2 separate regions of the Sus scrofa genome follow, and region 2 is linked to region 1. A link is a contact called in public Hi-C data. All regions are on one chromosome and are shown on one strand. The core of a region is the stretch at or near the end of the contact, and the rest is flanking DNA. Distances in the headings are between cores, read along the strand shown. Region 1 holds the start of ARF4 (ADP ribosylation factor 4). Region 2 holds the start of PDHB (pyruvate dehydrogenase (lipoamide) beta).

What was found. A called contact is a pair of places that touch in the nucleus more often than the background predicts.
Region 2: a Hi-C map of skeletal muscle shows a contact between it and region 1, with 11 times the contacts expected there. The contact joins the promoter of PDHB here to the promoter of ARF4 in region 1. A contact is called at or near these places in 2 of 47 Hi-C or Micro-C datasets (liver and skeletal muscle).

The regions. Positions count from the first base shown.
Region 1 is chr13:39,428,867-39,434,387 of Sscrofa11.1, reverse strand. ARF4 (ADP ribosylation factor 4) reads left to right here and starts at 4,211. Exons shown (of 6, transcript NM_001048072.2): 1 at 4,211-4,618. The coding sequence starts at 4,552.
Region 2 is chr13:40,165,635-40,171,365 of Sscrofa11.1, reverse strand. PDHB (pyruvate dehydrogenase (lipoamide) beta) reads left to right here and starts at 3,864. Exons shown (of 10, transcript NM_001244398.1): 1 at 3,864-3,963; 2 at 4,049-4,105; 3 at 5,671-5,731. The coding sequence starts at 3,922. LOC110256254 (a long non-coding RNA gene) reads right to left here and starts at 3,721. Exons shown (of 3, transcript XR_002337600.1): 1 at 3,400-3,721.

The sequences.
Region 1 (5,521 bases), core at 2,962-5,461:
AATGGGGAATTGCAGACTAAACCATTAGCAGTTCCCAGTACAGAACCCAGTGACATATCTAAGGGCTGGGGTTTTCCATCTGGGGAATTTTGCTCTGAAAGGATTCTCTCAGGGCAAAACCCTCTTCTACCTCAAGGTGACCTGATCTGTAAAGGAAAGCTAAGTAAATTGGGGGCTAGAACACAAAAGAGGGAAGCTCAAAGGCCAATGGGAAACAGCAAGAAAGAGAGGGTTTGAGGGCACCAAGTCTGTGTTTCTCATTATCCCTGAATGTCTCCAAAGTTTGCTTCAGATCCTTTCCTGCCACCAATCTGTTAAAAAACAAAAATTTAATTGAGTAGGCTTGAGTATCTGATTGACTTTATTCAGCAATTGATGAGTCTGGTAGCACCTCTACTGGTAGAGAGAAGGGCACTCCAGGGGGCTGTACAAAAATGGAAGGTTTTTACAGGTAGAAGGAGGGCTGGACAAAAAGGTATCAGCAAAAAGAAAGGATAGTTTCAGGCCAGGCCATCTTCTTTGAGGAGAGAGAAGAAATGGCAGGGGTCTTTATCATGGAGATTACCTCACTACTGCTATCTGTATTTTCAGATTGACTTTTAAGGAGCACATTTCTGGGAAGGGTTTAAATTGCAATTAAATCTTAGTTTGCTGTTGTTGGGTGAGGGAGACACAAATGATTCCATTTTGAGCCTGCTGCTGCTTTAACACTGAAACTTTCGTAAATGTTAGATGGTAAATACAAATCTTAGTGGAATTTGTGGTCTCAAGATAAATTCCTGCCATAAAATCACTCTGCTTTAAAGTTTCCAGAAAACCAGAGTACTAGTTCTTCTGGAAGTCAGGAATGTGAATGCTATATATACTTTGAAGGAAAGTAGTCAAACAGTTGCATTCCCTATTTTTTAAAAAAGTTTCCCTGGAAGAAACTTTAAATTAGTTTAAGATTTATGTATAAAATTTATGCCATCTTTGTGAGGCAAATAAAGTAGGGACCTCAGTGAGTTGGGGATCCAGCATTAGTACTGCTGTGGCTCTGGTTACAGCTGTGGTGCAGGTTTGATCTCTGGCCTGGAAACTTCTGCATGCCATGGTGTGGCCAAAAAAAGAGAACCAGGTAAATCTACAGGTACTCGTATTTTAAAACAGCCACAGTATATTATTCAGTTGAAAAAGTAGTTGCTTTGCAGTATAAAATCCCATTACTTTTTCTTTTTGGGCCACATGTGCAGCATATGGAAGTTCCCAGGCTAGGGGGTCCAATCGGAGCTGCAACTGCCACCGCCACAGCAATGCCAGATCCCAGCCATGTGTGTGATCTAACCACAGCTCACGGTAACACTGGATCCTTAACCCACTGAGCAAGGCCACGAATTAAACCTGTATCCTCATGGATACTAGTTGGGTACTTAACCCATGGAGCCACAACAGGAACTCCAAAAACAGTGGTGAACTTATCAAATTCAAAGATCATTTTTTAAATTACATAAGTAGTGTATGGAGTTCCCGTCGTGGCACAGTGGTTAACAAACCCGACTAGGAACCATGAGGTTGTGGGTTCGGTCCCTGCCCTTGCTCAGTGGGTTAATGATCTGGCGTTGCCGTGAGCTGTGGTGTAGGTCGCAGACGTGGCTCAGATTCCACGTTGCTGTGGCTCTGGCGTAGGCTGGCAGCTACAGCTCCGATTAGACCCCTAGCCTGGGAACCTCCATATGCTGCGGGAGCAGCCCAAGAAATGGCAAAAAGACAAATAAATAAATAAATAAATAAATAAATAAATAAATAAGTAGTGTATAAATATATTCATCTTATAAAAATAAATATAGCCACACCCACACATGTTCTCAAATGTATGAACAGTTTTATTAATAAAAGCTCAAAACTTCAAATAACCCAAAAAGGGCCATCAATTGAGGAAAGGATAAAAAAGTGGTATATCCATGCAATGGAATATTACTTGACAATGAAAAGAAAAAAGTATTGGTACATGCTATAACATGGATGAATCTCAAAAGCATTTTACTAGGGGAAAGAGGCCACACATGAAATACAGACTACATACTGTATGATTCCATTTACAAGAAATATTGGAAAGGGCAAATCTATAGAGACAACACATTAGTGGTTGGCCAAGGGCTTGAAGTGAAGGAAGAGGATGACTAAAAAGCAGTATGAGAGAACTTTTTGCAGTAATAGAAATGACTAATATGATTATGGTGTTGCCTACACTGTACATTTGTTAAATTCATAAAACTGTACACTTAAAATTCATGAATTTTATTGCATATCAATTATATCTCAATAAAACAGATTTTTAAAAGTTAGATAAATAGATAAAGCCTTTTTTTCCCTCTTTTTTAATAGCTGCACAGGAGGCATATGGAATTTTTTGGGACAAGGATTAAATCTGAGCCATAGCTGTGGAACTATGCAGTGACCTGAGCTGCTACAGTCAGATTCTTAACCCACTGCACCACAGCAGGAACTCCAAAATAAAGCTGTCTTTTGACTACCACTTCCAAACTAGGTTCCCTCACTCTCTGGGAAGGTGCCCTCCTCCCTCCACATAGGCTAGACAGTTACACCACTATCATTATTACAGACTCTCCTTCAAAGCTCTTGTTCTGCATTTACACACACACACACACACACACACACACACACACACGGAAAATCTACATTTTTACCTTTCCTTACAGTACTTAGTCATTATTTGGCCTTTTTCAGTAAATGTATCTTAGCGATCTTTTCATTAGATTTACAGTTCTACATCATCCTAAACTCCTGAGAATACTGCACAGTATGGAGATACTACAGTTTGTTTATCTATCCCACCATCATTCAACCATATTTGAGAGTCATGGTGTGCCAAGTCCATTGCAAACAACACAGAAAAACAAACTAGAGTTTGGCCCGTTTACCGTTTTCACACAAGGGGGTAAAGGGAAGAGGGTTGTCAACAGTAATATTGAATGCGAAATCCTAACTATGAAGAGTGGTTATGATTTTTTAAAGCCTGAGTAATTTATCTAGTTGGAAGCTCAAGAATGTATTTTCCAACGCAGTTAAACTCTAACCAGATCTAAATGGTTGGTGAGGAGGTCCCACTGTGGCACAATGGGATCTGATCCCTGGCCTGGTAACTCCATATGCCTGCTTAGGCCAGCCAAAAAATTACAAAATAATAATAATAATGATAAAAAAAAAGATAGGGAGCATGACTTAATACTAAACGGCACCAACAGTATAGAAGAAACCCATAGGAGGTGGGGAGGTTGCTCTTTTATACATCTTTTTTTGCAAATTGTATACCTTACTTTGGAAAACATTAAGATCTTTTTTTTTTTTCTTTTTTTTTATTTGGAGGGCTGCACGCACAGCATATGCAACTTCCCAGGCTAGGGGTGGAAATGGGAGCTGCAGCCGCGAGCCTCAGCCACAGCCACAGCAACGAACGCTGCAGCTCATGGCAACGCCAGACCACTGAGCAAGGCCAGGGATCCAACCTACATCCTCATGGATACTACCTGAGCTCGTTACAGCTGAGCCACAATGGGAACTTCTAAGATCATAAATATTTTTGAACTGAGGAGTCTTTCCACTTCCTCAACATAAGGGATAAATCTTCCATGCTTGTTCTAGGAAAGATTAAAAAAAAAAAAAGCAAGCCCTTCAAATTGGCTCCTCTTTAAAAGCTGCAATAGTCTACAAAAAAGTCTCGGAGCTCTCCTCTAGACATAGGATTAGGATTAGGTAGCGTCAGTGGGACCTGGCGGCAGGCTTTTAACAACTTATCTTCTGGGAAAACTGGGCCTGTCTTCACTCCTCCATTAGGGCAAGTGTCTGGTCCCGTGGGTGAAATATGTACCTCCGTGGCACCAGGAAATCTTTAGCGCGTTGCGTAGAAAAAGACGCCCAAAGGGCGAAAAGAACGGAGGCTTACTACCTAACCCACAATGCACAGCTCGCCTTTCCGGAATCAAGGAATACAACTTCCAGGATGCATTTCTCTAAACAGAAACGTCTCTCCTCGAGTCTGATTGGAAGTGACGAAGCGAGGCATTGTGGGATTGTATTTGTCGCCCAGTACACAGTGGCTCACAGGCCTCGCCTAGATCCAGGAGCCACGTCCGGGGGCTGACGCTGGCCAGAGGCGCACGTCAGCGAAGACGGCCAATCCCTTTCGTGCGCAGGCGCAGTGGTTCGGGTAGCACCGGAAGCGCAGGGGGATGGGGCGGCGGTGACGCGATTCTGTCCGCGTTGGAGGGGCCGGGCCGCTGCCGAAGTCGCCGCGGCTGCCGCGTGACGTGGCACAGGCGAAGATTTAACGCCAGAGCCGGAGCTGCCCCGCCAGTCGTCGAGCAGGTCCTTGCCCCGCTAATTTCTGTCCCGGGGCTTCGTCCGACACGCCGGCTAGCGAGCTGTCCCTGCCGCGCTCTTTCTGCCTTAGCTCCTCTTCGCCCTCTGACTTTGCCAGGAGCGTGAAAGGAGAAGGCCCGGGGACGCCCCAAGCCCCTTCTGCTCCTGCCCATTGCAAGTGCCATTACCGCCATGGGCCTCACCATCTCCTCCCTCTTCTCCCGCCTCTTCGGCAAGAAGCAGATGCGCATTTTGATGGGTGAGTTAGGGCCTGAGGGATGAGGCCAGGCCTCGGTGGGGCGGCCGGGTCTCTACGCTCTGGGCGGCCTTGGGGCCTGTTTTTTTCTCCCCGTCTGCTGTAGTGGGGGAGGGGTGGGGGTCGGGAAGAATTCTTAAGGGGGAACAATGGGGCGAAGGATGGGCGGTCGCCCCATCTGTCGGGGAGGCTGGAAAGGGGCCGCGGGCAAGGTTTCCTCCTGGGTTTAGTTTTCTCTCGATCCTACTGAAAGCCCGACGGAATTGGGCGGAGATGTGAGGTTAGCGAACTGTCGAATCTCGCAGAGCCCGGAAGATATTGGCGCGGCCCATTCTGAGAATGCGATCTGATTCTGCTCTTCCCCGGGTGTGGGCAGCAGTTTAGCCTTCCTCCTCCCTCTTTCTGCCCCGTGTACACACTTTTCACCCTCCTTTGGTATGTGAGCGAGCGGTCGCCCGGAGCCGGCCGGTGCAGGAAGTGACCAGCCCCAGTACAGTGGCAGGCGAGCGAACACCCAAGGTTTTAGTAGAGTCCGGAGTCCTCTGCGCTCTCTTCGCTAAACTTTGCTTCGCTCTGGATTCTGCTTCACGTTTTTTTGTTTTTGTTTTTGTTTTTTGTTTTTTTCCTATTAATGTTCCTGAAAATTGAGTTTATCATGAATGTTTCTTTTAGCCACGCTCTTTGGTTTACTCTCTTTGATTTTCAGACCACGTAATTTTTGTCCAGCTGGTGAAGATTTAATGGAAAATAAATTAGAAACTAAATTCTTTTAAAGTGCTAACACATTTTCAGTAAGTGAACATAATGACGCTTAATTTTAGGGTCGCCTTGTTAAAGAGTAATTACGAAGGTGTTTTAAAAAATTCTTAGGGAAAACGGGCTTTTTAAAAATTGCTTTTTAGGGTC
Region 2 (5,731 bases), core at 2,615-5,114, 740 kb before region 1:
ACATGGATGAATCAATCTCAAGAACACTCTGCTGAGCTGAAGAAGCCAGACATGAGAGGACACAGTGTAGACCTTCATTTATTTCCAAATCTAAAACAGGTGAACAGAAATATGATAATGGAAATCAGGTCTGTGGTTGCCTGAGAGGGGAATGAACAAGAAGAGACATGAGGGAACTTTCTGGGGTGCTGAGAACATGCATTTTACTGTGTTTAAATTACACCTAAAAAGTGAAGTCTTCTTTAATAAATCTTGCTTGCAATGACCAGAAAAAAAAAAGTTGGTGTAGCTTATGGAGATTGAAAACTTTGGATGAAGGACTTTCTGACAACTGACAACCTAAAGTAACTTGAGGACAAATATTCCTGGAACTGTTTTTGAGGGTTATTGACTGAAAGTGCCCACCTTGGCCAGGCCCTGATAAGGAACAAGGTGCTGTCCTGAAGACTTGGAGAATTTGGGAGGGACCTGTAGGAGGGAGGAGACGACCAACCTCCCAGAATCCTTGGCACTGGAATCCATCTTAGCTGAGAGGTCCAAGCCACCAACAAAGACCCTGAGCCAGACCAAGTATGGGCCGAGCAACACAACTGGCCAGAAACAACCGGGAAACTAACCCCATTCGGATAAAACCAGAGACTGTGAGCCAAGTGGCAGAGCAGTTCTCCTGGGTTGCCTTACGCTGCTGCTCCCCACCCACCAACCGATGCCCCTTCCCATTAAGTCTTTTGCTTTATCAGCACGTGTGTCTCCTTGGATAGCTCATTTCCGAGTGTTAGACAAAGACCCCATTCTCGGACTCTGGAAGAGGTGCTCCTTCCTGCAACAGGACTTCGAAAAGATTTCATTCCAAGACAGAAGTGGCCTAATGGGTCAACTTGAACTTGCCAATCCCTTTCCTCTCACATCTAGTGAGCATATGGATGTAGATTGGCTTTGAAAAGATTATGGATTTAAAATTCAGCACTTTTGATCTTTTGTGTCTTTTCCTCTGAATCATAAAATTAAACCTAGCTTTTCAAAACTGGCCAATTTTAAAAGGAAGGCACATATACTAAGGAAGATACCTAATGGGTAGGAAATGTCCAGTCATTATTTCAAAGGGAAACTGCCATCTGAGACCAGCTGAGTCCTATGGACTCGCCATTGCCTTCCTGATTGAACCAGCCAGACTGGCTGCACAGACTGTATGTTCCCGGTTTTTGCGGATCTCTATGTACATATAGCCCAAGAATACTGCCCTTTGTCTAGACCACTGGCCAGAGTCTGGCTTCTCTTCAGGTGATTCACTGTTGCTTTACCTTTATGTCTCCTGTTGCTTTGTAACTTTATTTATTTACTTATTTTTGCTTTTTCTAGGGCCACACCTGCAGCATATGGAAGTTCCCAGGCTAGGGGTTGAATTGGAGCTGCAGCTGCTGGCCTACGCCAGAGCCACAGCCACGTCAGATCTGAGCCTCATCTACAATCCACACCACAACTCACAGCAACGCCGGATCCTTAACCCACCGAGTGAGACCAGGGATTGAAATCGCATCCTCATGGATGCTAGTTGGGTTTGTTACTGCTGGGCCAAGATGGGAACTCCTGTTGCTTTGTAATTTTAACCTTGAAATCTTTCAGTGCTGGATGGTGGGAGAGGAGGGAGAGCTGATGCACATTTTCATTCTAAGCAGAACACAGGAATCCCCGAGGGCTGATATCTCAAAAACAGGGGCTTCCCAGGGTTTGCTGTGAGTGGGAAGTGCTGGGGTTTTCGCCAAGTCTTTACCAACTAAAGAATGTCTCTTGCCATTGGGCTCTACAAGGACTGAGTCACTTATCATCAACACACCCTGAAAGGACTTCAGGACGGAGATCAGGAATCAGACACTCTGTGCTCTGAGAAAATTGGCAGAACAGGCCTTTAGGCAGTTACATATTTTTAGGCCAAAAAGATATGAACCCAATTTCTTGCACGTTACCATACTTAGACAAGCACTAAAATCCTTAACTAAAATACGTGTCTCCTGACTATCAGGCACCTTCCATCAAAATGTGTACTTGACTGCATACCCATCTCCCAAATGAGGTATGTGCTTACCTCTTCACAGCAGTTCCTCAGAGCCATCTGAGAGGCAGTCCCCTGGGGCGCAATCCTCAGTAAGTCCTCAAATAAAACTGAAACTCACAGCTCTCACATTGTGCACCTTTACTGCAGTCCACAGATTGAAGGGACTAGGGGACAGTGCTGAGGGAGACTTGGAAGGTCCTCACTGCATACTTGAGAGACAATCTCTCCACTTTACAGATGACAAATCAGAGGCCCAGAGATGAAAGCCCATCTGTATGCAGCTGCACCCAAATTTCTATCTCTGCTGCTACCTAGCTCCAGCCTCTAGCTCCAGGCTCCTATATCCAACCTGGTCTGACCCACTAACCTAAATACAGCGTATTCAGAATGAATTCTTACCTCCCACCTGCTCCCCATCTCCTCCCCTCCCCCATCCATTCAACAGCAACAAACTCCCCAAATCTTCCTCATTTTTTCCCCTTGCCTCAAGGCAACCTTATTGATTCTGGTCCTAAACAGATCTCAAACCTATTCTCTCCTCTTCACCTCAACCCTCCAGAGTCCAGTGCTCCCTCTGCCAAAGACTCTCAGGTCTCCCTGCTTTTGCTTGAATCCCCCTCCTCTCTTTCTCACTCAGCAACCAGACTCCTCCTCACCTGGTCACTTCCCTGCTGCGCTGGCTTCTGAGAGCCCTGAGATTAAACCCAGACTGGCAGCCTGCAGCCCTCAGAAGAGTTTTTGGAATGTCCTGGGCATGAGTAAGGACTGACAGAGTCCCCAGAGGTCCTATCTGACCACCGCCCACCCCTATCCCCACCACTGCATGCAGGGTCAAAAAGAGACCAATGAGAGGAAGCTTCCAAAGGCTTCCCTAATCAGGTATTTGACCCTATAAAACCCTCTAGGGAGTTCCCGTCGTGGCTCAGTGGTTAACGAATCCGACTAGGAACCATGATGTTGCAGGTTCGATCCCTGGCCTTGCTCAGTGGGTTAAGGGTCTGGCGTTGCCGGGAGCTGTAGGTAGGTTGCAGACGCAGCTCGGATCCTGTGTTGCTGTGGCTCTGGTGTCGGCTGGCGGCTACAGCTCTGATTGGACCCCTAGCCTGGGAACCTCCATATGTCCTGGGAGCGGCCCAAGAAATGGCAAAAAAACCCAAAACAAAACAAAACAAAAACCCTCTCTAAATGCAGGTTGTTGTAACGCAGACCCCAACTTCTGCTTCAGGAAGCAGTAATAAAAGACTACCCTTTAGAGTCAGGCAGTCCTAAATTCAAACCCTGACTGATTTAACCAATCCCTGCTTCAGTTTAACCATCTGCGAAATGGAGCTAATGCTATTAATTACCTGAGCGGGTTCTTGTGAGAAATAAGCCATAAAGCACAACACAACGCCTGGCACACGTGAAAGCTTTGGTTCACACTGTAAGAAATCAATAGACGGTGCTGTCCAAGAAGGAGTAGGCTCGCTTGTAAGATTGTAAATTTCCAGTCACCAGTTTGGCTTGGTGCCCAAAGGATTTCAGTGCCTGCGGAAGCCTGGCCTGACACATTCCTCAGCCTCGAGTTAGACCTTTGAGTATGACTTGGGGTCACTGCGCTCCAACAAGCAGGGACGTGCTCTCGGCGTGCACTGTGCGTGCCAGGAACCGCCCACCTTCAGCAAACTTGATCCGAGTGGGCATCAAGCCAAGCTGACGGACCACCCTCGCGCCTCCTCGGCCCCGCCCCTCGACCCTGACGCCATAGGGGGCGGGGCACGCAGGCGCCGTGCCCTGCCATTGGCCGGCACCGGCGGGGAAGAGCGGGCTTGACTCTTCTGCAGCCCCGCGGTGTTGTCATTTCTTGGCGACTAGAGGACACATTCAAAATGGCGGTAGTGGCTGGGCTGGTGCGGAGGCCCCTGGAGCAGGTAGGCAGCGGCTCACTGGCCCCAGGATCCTGCGCGATCCCTGCCATCCTGCGTCCCCTCTAAGCGTCCTTTTTCTCCCCGCAAGGTCTCCGGGCTGCTGCTGAGGAGGCGCTTCCACCGCACGGCGCCGGCGGCGCTGCAGGTAATTGGCCCAGACGCTAACCAGACAGGGAGGGGTCCCTCGTCCTGGGGCAGAGGCTGGGGTGGCATGTCAGCCGCGCAAGGCTCATTGAAATCAGATGGCCGATCTAATTAGACTCCATACTTCTTCTCTCACCCCCTTTAAAATGTACTTTTGTAGTAAAATACAAAATTTCCCATTTAAACTGTATGTTCAGCGGCACTAAGTAATTCACCATATTGTCCGTTCACTACCAGAATTTTATCATCCCAAACAAACTGTACCCATTAAACAATAACTCCTTATTTCCTCTTAGCCCCTGGTAACCTCTTTTGTACCTTCTGTGTATATGAGTATCTATTCTCACTACCTCCTGTAAGTGGTAAATAAAGATTTGTCCTTTATCTGGTTTATTTGTCCTTTTTCTGGTTTATTTCACCATGTTTTTAAGGTTCATCCATGTTGTAGAATGTCAGAATTTCCATCCTTTTTAAGGTTAATATTCCGTTGTGGGCATATACATTTTGTTTATCCATTCATCTTTAATGGACCTTTGGGTTGTTTCCACCTGTTGGATTTGTGAACAGTGCTGCTGTGAACATTGGTGTGCAAGTATCTGAGCCCCTGGTTTCAGTTCTTTTGAGTATAGCTAGAAGTGGAATTGTTGGATCATATGATAATTCTGTGTTCAACTTTTGAGGAATTTCCTTCTCTATCCTTTTTATGTTACTAGAAAATTCTACCAACCTGTGTGATAAAATAACTCTTAGATGCTGAAGGCAACACGTTTGGCAGTACCAGGCACTTAGTGAGTGCTCAATATGTAGTATAATTTAAGCTTACTTGACGTTCTCTGCCTCTACAATATACTACATGTGGAAATAAAACTACCTAGTATACTTTTTTTCTTTGTTTTTATAGCTGCAGCTGCAGCATATGGAAGTTCCTAGGCTAGGGGTCCAATCAGAGCTGCAGCTGCAGGCCTGTGCCACAGCCACAGCAGCACTGGATTCTAGCTGCATCTGTGACCTACACTGCAGCTTGTTGCAATGCCAGATCCTTAACCTACTGAGCAAGGCCAGGGATGGAACCCATATCCTCATGGACACCATGTCGGGTTCTTAATCCACTGAACAACAATGGGAATGCCGTAAGTCTACTTTGTACGTAGTAATCAATCCATCTATGAGCTTATCTGGCCAACAAGCAGATTTTTTTTTTTATAGGTAAGAAATAGATTTATTAAGATAGGATGCTTGTGAGAGGTACAAGTAGACGGGCAAAGAAGCACTGCCTGCAAGCAGATTTCTTAAGCCTAGGTGCATGTCAAGAAAAGTGTTTAATGTATTTCTCATTTACACATCCTATCAAAGACTGGCTGTGAGTGATAGAAATGTTACTTTTAGAATTCTTTGAACTTTTTTTTTGTCTTTTTAGATAGGATTCTTTGAACTTTTAAAGAGAAGCCTGTTCTAGTGATAGTTTTTATATTGTATGCTGTGGGCAGCCTAGGTAAAGGGAGAGAATCTCAATGGTATCCTAAGTAATCCTGTAGCTCATTGACTGCTTTCCCATACCTGTGACAGGTAACAGTTCGTGACGCTATAAATCAAGGTATGGATGAGGAGCTGGAAAGAGATGAGAAGG